Linked DNA regions of Mus musculus: all the other regions are linked to region 1. Evidence: chromatin contacts called from public ChIA-PET and Hi-C data. All regions are on one chromosome and are shown on one strand. Each heading gives the region's core, a stretch centred on a gene start, on an enhancer-like site or on the middle of the called end of the contact. The rest is flanking DNA. Distances are from core to core; before and after follow the strand shown. Region 1 overlaps Siah3 (siah E3 ubiquitin protein ligase family member 3). Region 2 overlaps Lcp1 (lymphocyte cytosolic protein 1). Region 3 has its middle 10 kb from the start of Gm4285.

Evidence for each region. Hi-C and Micro-C count contacts between places; a contact is called where the count stands out from the background. ChIA-PET counts read pairs in DNA pulled down with a chosen protein or histone mark.
Region 2: a contact with region 1 is called in a Hi-C map of Th1 cells, with 2.6 times the contacts expected there. The contact joins two enhancer-like sites. A contact is called at or near these places in 6 of 484 Hi-C or Micro-C datasets (CD4 T cells, the G1E-ER4 cell line and Th1 cells), 4 of 115 datasets of contacts at active chromatin or transcription factors (astrocytes, embryonic stem cells, memory CD8 T cells and 1 more) and 2 of 9 other capture datasets (adipose tissue and liver).
Region 3: an RNA polymerase II ChIA-PET map of memory CD8 T cells shows a contact between it and region 1, with 6 read pairs. The contact joins two enhancer-like sites. A contact is called at or near these places in 2 of 484 Hi-C or Micro-C datasets (both in the G1E-ER4 cell line) and 1 of 115 datasets of contacts at active chromatin or transcription factors (memory CD8 T cells).

Annotation. Positions count from the first base shown.
Region 1 is chr14:75,514,467-75,518,759 of GRCm38.p6, reverse strand. All of the region lies in intron 1 of Siah3 (siah E3 ubiquitin protein ligase family member 3), which reads right to left. Among named protein-coding and RNA genes, the nearest start is that of Gm35966, 9.2 kb to the left of the region's middle. Within about 2 kb of position 2,424, at least 76 of the 459 cell types and tissues checked have an H3K27ac peak or open chromatin away from gene starts, as enhancers often do. A contact at or near this core is called in the G1E-ER4 cell line, Th1 cells and memory CD8 T cells, where this site is marked.
Region 2 is chr14:75,190,515-75,194,807 of GRCm38.p6, reverse strand. The region is part of intron 2 of Lcp1 (lymphocyte cytosolic protein 1); the gene reads right to left. Among named protein-coding and RNA genes, the nearest start is that of Cpb2, 50 kb to the left of the region's middle. Within about 2 kb of position 2,352, at least 64 of the 459 cell types and tissues checked have an H3K27ac peak or open chromatin away from gene starts, as enhancers often do. A contact at or near this core is called in Th1 cells and memory CD8 T cells, where this site is marked.
Region 3 is chr14:75,832,651-75,836,943 of GRCm38.p6, reverse strand. No RefSeq gene overlaps it. Among named protein-coding and RNA genes, the nearest start is that of Gm4285, 10 kb to the left of the region's middle. Within about 2 kb of position 2,548, at least 407 of the 459 cell types and tissues checked have an H3K27ac peak or open chromatin away from gene starts, as enhancers often do. A contact at or near this core is called in the G1E-ER4 cell line and memory CD8 T cells, where this site is marked.

The DNA.
Region 1 (4,293 bases), core at 1,175-3,674:
GCTTTTGGTTTTATCTTCTGCCATCACTAGCTTTTTTTTTTTTTTTTAATTGCTTCGGTGTCACGTGGTAGACAAGGGCACAATCAGAGGAGACTGAAGCAAATGACTATGCAAATAGGGAAGGGTATTATGAACTCATGGAGACCTGTACACTCTGCACTCTGAGAAAGAACCTGAAATAAATGCAGCCTTAATTCCTCACTTCTCCCCGTTCCATCTTTTGATGCAGAATATGTTTCATTTAAATGATCTTGGGTGAGGGAGGTCACAGGGCTGCTGGCACGGAAAAGGGATTCGTTTAATTGGCAAAATGCTAATCGTTTTTGGAAAATGAATTCTAATCTTCCCATCTAATACAGTGGATGTGTGAGTAATTACTTTCCTTCACTAAACTGTTAATGCAACATTAGTGATTACGCTAATTAAAACTAATGAACTCTTAGCGCTGATAAACCCTCAGTCAGTCAGCGGATGCCCTCCTTCCATTGGTTGTGTCTAACTTCCCATTTGGAAGAGGGATTTTGAATTAACCTTTAGAATAATGCACAAAATTGGGTTTAGAAATGTTAGGCGTTATAGACTGGGTATAATTCTATCCCCAGCCATTAGTGAGGCTATTTCCACCGAGGGTGTAATTGAATTTTAAAACACATTTCTTAATTTGATCAGCCACACTCCTATGGTTGGTGGAAACGGCTGTCCCTCTGAATCCTGGCTTCAGAAGAGGAAATATGTCCTTGGAATTATCTGTGACCCTTTTCTGCAACTTCTGATCCCCGTGGTCAGAAGGATCACTCAATGGGTTGTTTTTCCTTTCCACTCACCTCCAGGAACTGGGCTACTTGAAGAGAAAGAGGATTCTGTGCTCGGCTTTAAATGATGATGCTCTGATGTTTGTGCATGCTGGTGACCTGAGGACTGAACCCTCGTAGAGGAGACAGATTCAATGTTGCCAACGCCTCTTGTTCAAGAGTGAGAGAGCAAACAGGTTGAGTGGCATGCCATTTGGGGCAAGGACTAAAGAATGGGACAAATGTCAAGGCCTGACCCCATGTTCACAGTCAGGTCATCCAAGACGTCAGAATGAATGCGACTTGGTGCTTTAGTGTTTAGATGTTTTCTGTTTCTGGGAAGGACAGGCAGAGGGAAAAGCTAAATGTTGCTCATTTGGTTTCTCTGTTTCTCTTTTCCTCAAAACCTGCAGTGGCTGTGACCATCACAAGCCTGAGGGCAGGGTGGGGGGCATGGGAACTCTTCACAGACAGTAAGCTAGCTAAGCCGGATGAGAAGGCACACTGAGCCTTTGTCACGGAGACAGGTCACCACAGTGTAGCGCACACTCTCCCTCATGTCCTCAGATTCAGCGCTCAGCTGAATTTCAGTGAATGGCTGGGTGACATGTTCCTGTGGGCCATGGACCATGCCTGCATTCTTCTTTAAAATATGTTCACACAGATCTAAATGCATACACTTTTTAACACCGTGCTCCCGGGGCTGCTGATGCCTGGTTCGGGAATTCACACCTCAGCATGATCACCTAACGTTTTATTGGGAAAGACCATACACCAGAGATAATGAGTACAATTGCCTCAATTGGTATCTGTATTTCTGATTCACACCAGATGCTGCTAATTAACACTTACGCATGGGTTCTCATTGGGGAAATTAGTGGCCTGTCAATCAGTGTAACAGATGCTAAGAATGGACTCTCTGTGATGTGTGAGAATCAGTCCAGGGAAGTCAGACAAAATTCCTCATTTGGTGAGTAGGTCCTGAAAGTTCCTTCTCTAAATATCTGGTACCCAGCCTCTGAGATGGGACTTTTGGTAGCTGTATACCTTTAAGAGTTCAGATTTTACTTCATTACATACTGTAATTCCAGCACTTGGGAGGCTGAGGCAAAAACGGATCACCATGTGTTTGAGGTCAGCCTGGGCTACAGTGTGAGACCCTGTCTCAAAGGCTCAAGTTGCCTTTTCAATACTCGTATTTATAACCATGGCTTAGTGCTGTTCTCAGCCTCGCTCGGAGAAGCTTCTGTGAGCAGAGAGGAGCAGTTAAGGCAGAGACTCATTACTGATCCAAGCGCCAAGAGTAAGTGATGGTGGAGCGTTTTCCCCTAAACACTGCATTTCCCTTCCAGGGCTCAGGGGACATCGAGCAGAGGATGGGGGATGGGCAGAAGTCCATCTTTTGGACGTGACATGGCCACTGCTTTCATCAACTGTGGTTATATGTACAAGATTGGTCCAGCTAACAGTTCATCATGGGTGGGAGGAGGCCCTCCACTTCATGGGCAGGAACTATTGACAGTTAATTGTTGCTGGGGGAGAATATGTCACTTTCTTCAATGGGTGTAGCCACTGAGCAGTGGCTCTTGCGTCAGAAGAAAAGAAAACCACAACCAAAACCAAAAGGCTACCTACCCATTTCCTGTAAGCAACTCTAACGGAATGAGTGGATCCCATGTAAAAGGAAGTCACGGAGTGGGAGGGACCTTGTTGTAGAGAAGGTTACAGAGCAAGGGAGATGGGAGGGCAATGAAAAGGACTGAAATGCACTATGGGTGCACTGCCAAAGAATGAGAGAGAGAGAGAGAGAGAGAGAGAGAGAGAGAGAGAGAGACCCAATCCCCCCCCACCCCCAGCATCCCAACACCAGCATCCCAACAAACAAAAAGAACCCTTCCTGAATGCAGTTCCCTTCTATTGACTAAAATCCCATGAGTTGGGTTTGGAGACAGTTAAGCCAGGATCTATTGACACCATAGGTGGTGAAACAGGGAAACTGTAGACAGAAGAGAGGGAAACAGGGAAACTGTAGACAGAAGAAAACAACTGTGACAGACAAACATATTCCAAACCAAGACCCAGGAGTAATAAAATAAGAGATCCAAAGGGATGGCCACATAGACACTGGTCTGTGCTCTCAGAACACCCCAGGCTGGTCCTCCTATAAGGGAGAACCTTGTTTATTGTGAAGGATGGGAAAGAAAATGGGGATGATGCCATGAAAACCACAGCAAAACATCCTTGAGTCGCTAGCCCCGAGATCACAGCGTTCTCCTTTAGCTTCTAGGTCCTCCCTGCCCCTTGCCTACGCAGGATTAGTTGGTTTATCTAGTTTTTCTCACTAGAATCCTTGTGGATGTGAGCACAGTGTGTGTAACACACAGTGTGTAACACACAGCTGCTTGGTACGCCTTTGCAGCACAGATGTGTTAGTAAGAGCCTCCTCCAGACTAGTCCTTTACCTCACGCACCTGTGTCAGCCATGGTCCCAGCCTGCTGCCTGCTTGAGCCAATCACCTACTCTGGGTAGGGATACTATCTGGCCCTCTGACTTGTGATACGGTCATAAAACAACTGAGCATCAGACAACTCTCTTCTTTATTCAGCCTGCACCGAAAGTCACTAGTTGGTGGTCTTCTCTCCTCAGTTGGGCTAGAGTTGTTGATGACAGGGATTTTATTTAGTTTGCCAAGGGCCGAGTCCTATGGTGGGCCAGACTAGCACTTTGCAGTTCTAGGTGGCTAACAGAAGATCAGTGAGTACACACAATTTCCAAGAAAGAATGAAAGCATCAACTGAACCCTATTTCTGCACACATGCTCTTGTGGCTCTGCCCTCCATCTTGGCTCCTCAGCTCCTGGGGAAATGTGTGTGTGTGTGTGTGTGTGTGTGTGTGTGTGTGCATGTAAGAGTGCACATGCATGTGTATGTGCATGTGTGTATGAATGTGTGCATGTGCATGTATAAGTGTATGTATACGTGTGTGCATGTGTGTGAGTGTTCATGTGAATGCATGCGTGTGCATTGAGTGTGCGTGTGCATACATGCATGTGCATGTGTGCATGTGTGTGTCTGTGTGAGTGTATATGCATGTGTGTATGTGTGTGTGTGTGTGTGTGTGTGTGTGTGTGTGTGTCTTTCCATTAATTCGCAGCTGTGAGTTCATCAGGATGGAGTCCTGGAAGCTTCTCACCCTGAACCTGACAGGAATGGGACATAGATTCAAGCCTGAGAAGGGGGCAGGCTCACACCCATTTCTAGCTGTTAGGGTGGAAAGTAAAAGAGAAGCCTTGAAGAAGAAACGTCACCAGCCAGAGAGGCATTTACTCTGCTTTTACGTTTGGGAGTTGACTGGAAAGTATCAATCATTTGGTTTTCAATTGTAAGGGGCAAATAGATTGGGAAGTGCAATCTGCTGGATTAATACAGGAAATCTGTCCATTCCCTGGGTAGATCTAGACTGATTTTTCTCTCATGCACCTTGACAGGCTCATTGACCTAA
Region 2 (4,293 bases), core at 1,103-3,602, 320 kb after region 1:
CAAACCAACAAAAACCAAAACAACCACAAAATAAAACCAATATGTTGGTCAGGAACAAATGTCTAATATAATGTAACATACCACCTAACAATATTCTCTTTAGAGGTTTGTGGGTGGGAAGATCAACTTGGAGATGAAAATAGTGGAAATAACTTCATGTTTAAAAATCCTCAAGTCTTCATTGGTTCAATAGCTTTGAGAAAGAAAGAAAGGAAGAGAGAAAGAAAGGAAGGAAGGGAGGGAGGGAGAGAAAGATGGAGGCAGGGAGGGAGAGGAAGGGAGAGGGAGGAAAGAAGGGGGGAGAAAAGAGTACTTAAGCAGTATAAGAAATGGGCTGGTAAGAGGGTTGGAGCTGACAGCTTAAGTTGCTGTGGCCACTGTGGGCTGTGTAGGGCCCAGACTTACACAAATCATTGTGTTTCTTTTACCTTCATGCTGAGCAGGACCTAGAAAAACAGCTCCACTTTTAGAGACTGGAGCATCAGATGAAGTTTATTACAGTTTTCTGATTTATGCACGGGGTAAACTGTCATGCAACCACGTGAAATGCTTTGTGCACAAATGCTCCAAGGCCGTTCCAGTTGGTGTTCCCAATACAGAGAAGAGAAGAGAGAGGGTGAAGTTACCCCTAAAAGTCTCAGTGACTTTGACAGAGAGGAGACTCTTCAGCTAATTAGACCAAGTGCGGTGTGGAAAGGAGAGTGCTTCCCCAGCGTGGGGCAGGACATGATTAATGTTCTAACATGCACACCAGCCATGTCTAAGAAGGACATCGCTGCAGTAGTGTCTAATTTTAGATATCGTACATAGTTTATGTGTTTGCCTGAGGGGACTGTGCCCATTTTCATTCCTGCAGTTAGAAGGAGTGGACTATCTTATCACCACCTATTATCCAGGTCCTCAGGGGAAGGTGTCGCTTTGCAATACTAGCACCATATAGGCAGCAGTAAAGGCTCCTACTTGGGTATCAGGAGCCCAAAAAGAAAGAAGGCACGTGTCTTCCAGGGCACGAGGGAGTACTTTCAATTGAGCTTTACAGACTCTGTTGTGAGTATGGTTCATACTATTTATTCTTTTTGCTTCTAGGGCCTATATATATTAATCATGTGTTCTTCCACTGAGCTATATCCCCAGACCCTGCCCGTGCCTTACCTTTTGGTAAAACATTTAATTGTATTTTATTTAGTGTGGGGGAGTGTATGGCTGTGGGTGTGTTACATCGAACAAGTAGGGGTAAGAGGAAAACTCGAATGAGTCCGTTTCTCTTCTTTCAGCATGTGGGGACCCAGGGATCCAACTCCGGTCGTCAGGCTGAGTCCCAATCACCTTTACCTGCTGAGGCATCTCACCAGCTCACGTGTCCCTTTCTAATGACCACACCAACTAACAATGCTCTGCCAGGAAGCATTTCAACTAGCAGTAAGCTCAGGACCTTCCCTTATGGATCCCTACCCAAACCATTAGATCTAAGAGAACGAATCTCAAATCATTTCTCTGGGTCACTTCTGCTTTCCCGTGGGGACTTTGGCCTTTTCGATCCATCGCCATAGAATCCCAAGACAGTTGGCTAAAGAGATCGCTAGGTTTTTTTTTTTTTTCTGTTTGTTGTTTACTTAATTTTAAAACTAGCTCAATACCTCCCCAGCTGCCGAAGCCACAAAGTCTGCTCCTTCTCGACAGACAACAAGGTTTGTGAGAATGAGTTATTACCGAAGAATTTTGACTCAAATTGCCCAAGGACCAGATGCAGAAACCGCGTGTTAGGTGTTTACCACAGATCACAGTGCTGAGGGATTTGCAGAAGAACACGGCTCCTCTAAGTGAGTGTGGACTTAGGAGTGGGGATTTCTCAGGTTTCAGAACTGATTGTGAAAACAGCAGAAAGAGGGGGGCAGCGGCCTGTCCCGGTGTGGTGACGCAGGCTACTCTGGGTGCATCAGTGTTAAGGTTAGGGACAGTAGTGACCAGTTATCCACCTGCTAGAGTCCCAGGCATCTGCCACCTCGTATCACAGGATCAAGGCACACTTCTGCCTGTGCCCCACTTTCTCTGCAATCTGACTCTGTAGGTGAAGGAAAACTGGAAACTTCTGACTCTTGGTCCCAGTTGCATCTGAGCAACCTCAGGGGATCTCAGCATCCACCAGGGGGATGACAGAGCTTCCGGAGACCTCCGAGAACGGTGAACGATCAGAAACGCACTGTCTAAGCAACACAGGAGCTACCGGGGCTGACAGTAGCTTAAGGTGACTAAGATATGAAGCAAAGATGTGACACGGTTCTGTAGCCAAAGAAAACATTCGTACAGTTTAAAAGGGTGAAAGCTGCTTGCCGACTCTGCTTCACAGGAACACCCTTAGGAGAGCTAACAAAGAATATACCGCAACTTACTCTGTGTCACTGATACGGGTTCCTTATGTTCACCTTTCAGAGAAAGGATGACTCCAAAAACACAGCTTTTAAATGACTTTGTTTTTTTGTTTTTGATTTTTGGGGTTTTTTTTGTGGGTTTTTGTTTTTTTCAATTCAGTTTTAGGGATTGTAGAAATGCCTCAGTGGTTAAGAGCACTGGCTGCTCTTGCAGAGAACCTGGGTTTAGATTTCTAACACCCACATGACAGCTCCCATTTATCTGTAACTCCAGTAACTCCAGTTCCAAGGGACCCAGCTCCCTCTTTTGACCTCCACGTGCACCAGGTGCACAATTGGTACACAGACACACAAGCAGGCAAATACCCAAACATACCTTTTTAAAAATGAATTCAATTACAAATGGTCTCAGATATAAATGGGCACTTAAAGGGAATCTTACAAATCCTTCTATCAAGTTTAACCTCAAATTTGACTTTTTTTTTCTGCCAATGCACCAGTTTCCCACAGGCTGTTCTAGGGCACCGACACCTTTCTTTCCAGCCTCTGACCTGAAGGCCTTAGGGGAGAAGACAAAGGAGGCCTGTCACCCGTGAAGCTGCAGCTGGGCCGACACTGCTAGGAAAGCCAGCAGGTCCCAGCACTCTAGCCTGCTCACCACGCTCTGAAAGCCTCTAGAAGTTGGCCATTCAATCAAGGGGCTTCTGAGGTTACAGGGACAGGTCCCAGCCCCATCTCCAACTCAAGAGACTGCACGGCCCCGCCTGTCCTTTCTTGAACATCCCTAATACCCCTGCTCTCTACCAAGATAACCACCCCAAGCTTTGTAAGCAAGGGTGATACACCAGGCTGGAGTCTGAGGGTACTATAGTACACTGGCACCCCTCTTCTTGCTTAGGCTACAGTGCTACCCATGGTACTGGCCTCTTGGGAATCCACAGCTACTGTTCATCTTGCTCTAGGACAGGGATTTTTAAGAACCATGCCCAAAACGTTTGTTCAAAGAACTGATATCGATCAATCTAAAGTTATCGTCTGAATATACACCACCATTCACTCATCCAGGAATGAAATCCCACCTAGTTGTTTCTGTATAAAGCTCTGCTCTAGTTGCTGAGAGATGCAGAAAGAGGAACAAGAATGGGAGCCCCAAAGGCTAGTGCTTCATGAAGCCCACGCTTAAACGTCAAGTCTTGAATGTAACGCGTAGATGATGATTAATGTAATAGTGGGATTTCCTGGAGTGGAAAAGGTTAAACACAGACCTTTGCAAATTAAAGGAAAAAAAAAGGAGCAGAGAGGAGGCCTATCTAAAATGAAAATAGCATGGCAGGCATCGTGACATGGACCCACAAGCCTGTCACAAAGGATACTGAGACAGTAAGCTCTCCTTGAGTTTGAGATCAGCCTTTGCTACATGGCGAAAATTCTAGGCCAGTCAGGACTACCCTGTCTCAAAGTACAGAAATACAGACATACATAACTAAGAATACCAAATACCGAAATCAGCCCACTCAATTCACTAAATGAGTAAGTTTGCCAAATGAGTCTCTACTGGGATAAAAGGCAGGGGGAGTGAGGGAAGGCTGTGTCTGGGCTCTCGTGAGGAGACCCTGCCTCCCTTCCGGCTGTGTAGCATTAACCTCCAGTTTGTTCTCTGGGCCTCAGTTTCTTCATCCCTATATTGACAGGGGGAGTCCCTTCTATGTTAAAAAGTCTCAAGACTTCTCTCAGTAGCTGAGCAGTGAATCTGCAGATTAGAGCCGAGCTTGCAGAGAACAACGTGGTTGGTATGAGTGCCCACCAGAGTAGTGGCTGGACCCCGGAGATGTCTCTTAAGAAGTGAGCAAGTGGGGGAGGGGGCCTGGCTCCCAGGGGCCAGCCACTGTCCCTGTCCTTACCTTTCGTCACACACAGAGCTGTT
Region 3 (4,293 bases), core at 1,299-3,798, 320 kb before region 1:
AACAACAACAGCAACAACATTTGGTGTGGTAATTAGTGCAAACAAAAAATGCAAATGAGATAAGACAAAGCCAGAAAAAAAGCAAATTAGATGTCAGTAAGTCTAAAAAACTAGAGGCAAGCTCTAGATTTGAGTGCCAGCTTTTTAGCAACCAAAGAGGAATATAACTCATTATGAGTCATTATTAGCACTAAGCTTTGTGGTACAGGCCTGTAATCAGTAACAGGAGCTGAGGCAGAACAATTTCGATAACTTAACATGACCATGCCTCAAAATAAAAAATAATTTAAGCCGGGCGTGGTTGCAGGAGAGCCAAGGCTGGGCTGTTACATAGAGAAATCCTGTCTCAGAAGACAAAAAACCAAACCCCCCACAAAACAAAAACAAAAACAAAAACAGAAACCTTTCTAAAAAAGACAAAGTGTAATAAACATATGGCAAGTGTACATTTTTGAAGGATACAGTCTAATTTTTCATAAATACAACTCATGCAACTAGTACCTAGAGCTATAACTAACTACAAGCGCCCCAGAGCCCCCTACTTTGCTCCTAGAACAGCATTAAAGAACACATCAATGCATTTATCTGCTGAGTAGGTTATGCCTAAATTGACCTACGTAGACCAACAGATACTCCTTCCTAATTTAATTCATTGATTTTTTTTATGTTAGAATTCAAAGTATCGGGTTTGATTGTGGTATTTTCACACACAATGGGTCATTTTATTTTATTTTATTTTGGTTTTTCAAGATAGGGTTTCTCTGTGTAGCCCTGGCTGTCCTGGAACTCACTCTGAAGACCAGGCTGGCCTCGAACTCAGAAATTCACCTGCCTCTGCCTCTCAAGAGGATTAAAGGCGTGCGCCACCTCCGCCCAGCACAATGGGTCATTTTACTTTGTTCAGCTCATTGCCCTCCTCCACTACTCCCACTATGTCCCTGTAAGATTAAACTTGGTTGCCAATTTAATGGGATTTAAAATCGTCATGGAAACAAATCTCTGCGCAAGTCTGTGAGGCTTTTATAGGTGTGGTAAATTAAGACATGAAGACACTGCTAAAGGTATAATCAAATGAAAAAATGTGAAAGTAAGTAAATAAATAAATAGATGGCCGGTGATGGTGACAGGTGCCTAATTTAATCCTAGCACTCAGGAGGCAGAGATAGGTGGATCTCTAGTTCCGGTCTATCCTGGTCTACAGAGAGTTCCAGGACAGCTAGGGCTATACAGAGAAACCCGGTCTCAAACAACAACAAAAAACCCAAACAAACAGAAAAACGAAGAAAAGGGAGAAAGAAGTAGGAGAGGGGAGAGAAAGAAAGGAGAGGAGACAGGAGGGGAGGGGAGGGAAGGAGAACATAATGGAGGGGAGGGAACAGGAGGGGACCGGAGAGGAGAGGGCAGAGGAGGAGAGGAGGGAGAGGGGAAAGAAAAGGAGGGGAGCGGAGAGGAAAGAAAGAAGAGGCGAGAAAAAAGAAAAGAATGAACAACGCAACTACTTATTTCCACTTCTCAGAAACTGGGACCACTGGTCCTGGCCAGAGGTGCGGCAGGTGAGTTGAATTTGTCTCTGCTGAAGCTGTGCTGAGCTCTTTGCTGCTCCTTTCTTTGCGCACTAGGGGCCACTACTGCCACTTTTGGCTTTGAGGTCTGTGGCTGGGGCTGCTTTCTCAGCCTCCCAAGGCTCCCTCCCTAGCATCCCCAAGACTTCGAAGCCTGCGATGCCCAAAGCAGCTGAAGCAGCTGGCAGGGCACCCAGCTGCCTTGGGGACGAAGTAAGCAACCACAGCAGGTGGAGGTCTTCCAAGCGCAGCTCAGGCTGCTGAGAGACGCGGCTGTGGCTAGCAAGGGGCGCGCTGAAGTTTCAACTCTAGCAGTTCTATAGCAGTGACAGCAGCCAGGTGGCTTTAGATCTAGGCTAGAGGGTGACCTGATCCCACTGTGGACCGCAGGCTGCCAGACTCCAGGGTTGTTCTCAGCTAGTGAGATCAGCTCTCAGAAACCCAGGTGGGAGTTGATTTTCCGCTATGCGCTCACTTCCGGATTCCTGCCAACCTGCACTCTTGGTCTTGTCTGAGTCTCACCCTTCCACTCCCCACAACTGCCTCCCAGAGTTGCTTCTCATCCTGGGGTTATGGCGGGTTAAATTTGGGGTTCCCTGTTCTTTTCTCAGGCTCTCGGGATAGCTCAGTTACAAAACGTAGATCTTCTCTGTCGATGGCACGCAACCTCTGAGTCATACAGAGGGATCCCTGCCCGCTTCACCGAGGAGTCATTGTCTCACCAAACCTCACAGCTAGTTTTGAGGCTTGTGAGTATTGTGAGCTTGCCATGAGGGAGGCCTGTCTTCACCAGAGCCGCTGGGTTTGCCTTTAGAAGCAGCCTCCTGCCTTCCTGTTCTCCTGTGGAGCTGCGGGTATGGAGACATGGTTCCTCTTGTCTTCTCTGTGACTCGTGGGTCCTTTCTTAAGACTTAGGCACCCCTACCCATCACCACCTTCGAAAAGTTTTAATCTGCATATCTCCTCCCCTTCTTTTCCACTAACTTACAAGTGGAAAAATGCAGATCATGTGACCTGTCTCTGTCCAGTCCGGATGTGTGTGGCTCATGTCCCTGTGTTCTGTGTGGATTTCCGGCAAGGGTTTCCTGCCAGATTCAGAAGTTTAAGAAGACTCATATTGGCTCTTGGGTAGCTTGGGTTTTCTATTAGGAGGCTGCTATGTCAGGCATTGGCTCTTCCTTGATTTTGAGGTTTTGATAGCATGAGGTTAGGACGCACAGGATAAAGCAGTTTCCTGAAAGTTCGGATGGAGCTGTGCTTGAGAGGGCAACTTCTCTAATCTCCTGGCTCCCCCCCCTCCCCCCACTGTTTCCATGGCAGCGTCTGCTCTTGGATTTCCTGGCTCTGTTTCCCTCCTGTTACATGCACCTTCTTTCTTCTTAAATTTTTTTTTCTAATATTTATGTGTGTGTGTGTGTGTGTGTGTGTGTGTGTGTGTGTGTGTGTGTGTGCACATGTGAACCAGTCGTGGCGTTCTTGTGAATGTCAGGACAATTTGCGGGAGTCAGTTTCCTCTTTCCATCATGTGTGTCGCTGGGATTGAACTCAGATCAGACTTTGACCCTTACCTTTTATTGCCCGAGCCCTCCTTTCTACAGCTCCTCCAGCTTGGCTGCCCCAGCATCTTCAGTTCCACTGTGGACTCCTTGCCTCCCATGCCTCTGCCGCTGGCTGCTGGCTTCAGTGCTTCCCAGACACTCTGGGTTTCTTGGCGTTTTCCTGTTCTCAGGCCCGTGGGTGCTGTGGATTGAACATGCGTTCTCATCACTAGAGGTCACACTGAAAGCTCCAGTGTAGGAGTGTTGAGAAGTCCTGGGACCTTTAAAAGGTGTGTACATCAAATCGCACCCGCCCTCATTGTTGTGCTTTAAAAAAGACGAGGATGTGTTTAGTAGGGCACAGTATGGTGAGGTGGGAGGGGTGCCTTGGCGGGCTCATACTGAAGCATCCCTTCCTCCTGAGGTACCAGCCTAAGGAGATATATGCTATAGAATAGAGTATTTGGGGGCATGGAAAGAGGAGCTGAGAAGGGACAAAGGAGGACAGAGAGAAAGAAAAGAGAGAGAGAGAGAAGAGGAGGGGAGAGGCTGGCCAGGAACATGCAGAGAGAGGGGATGGAGGGGGAAGGGAAGAGAGGGAGAAAGGGGTCAGGGAGAGAAGAGAGACAGAAGGGGCAGAGACATGGAGGAGGAGCCAAACTGTCACTTTTGTAGAAAGCCACGCCTACCTGGCTGTTGCCAGGTAACTGAGCCTAGAAGGAATGCCAACATTCATGAACGAAATAATTCCAGTTTAGGGCACCGAAACTTCTTACTTCTTATTCTGAAGAACTGTTTTGGTTACCACGGTGTGTGTGATGTGTGTGTGTGTGTGTGTGTGTGTGTGTGTGTGTGTGTAGGACTTGGGTTTGGTTCCCATCACCCACGTGGTGCCTCACTACTGACTCCAGTTCCAACCAATCCCAGTTCTACCAGCACCACTCTCTCCACACCTCCCTGGGTACCTGGCACACAGGTGGTTAATATACATACAGGCAAAACATTTTTTGTTTTGTTTTTGTTTTTTGTTTTTTGAGACAGGGTTTCTCTGTGTAGCCCTGGCTGTCCTGGAGCTCACTCTGTAGACCAGGTTAGCCTCGAACTCAGGAATCCGCCTGCCTCTGCCTCCCGGGTACTAGGATTAAAGGCATGTGCTACCACTGCCCGGTGTCAGGCAAAACATTTATACACAT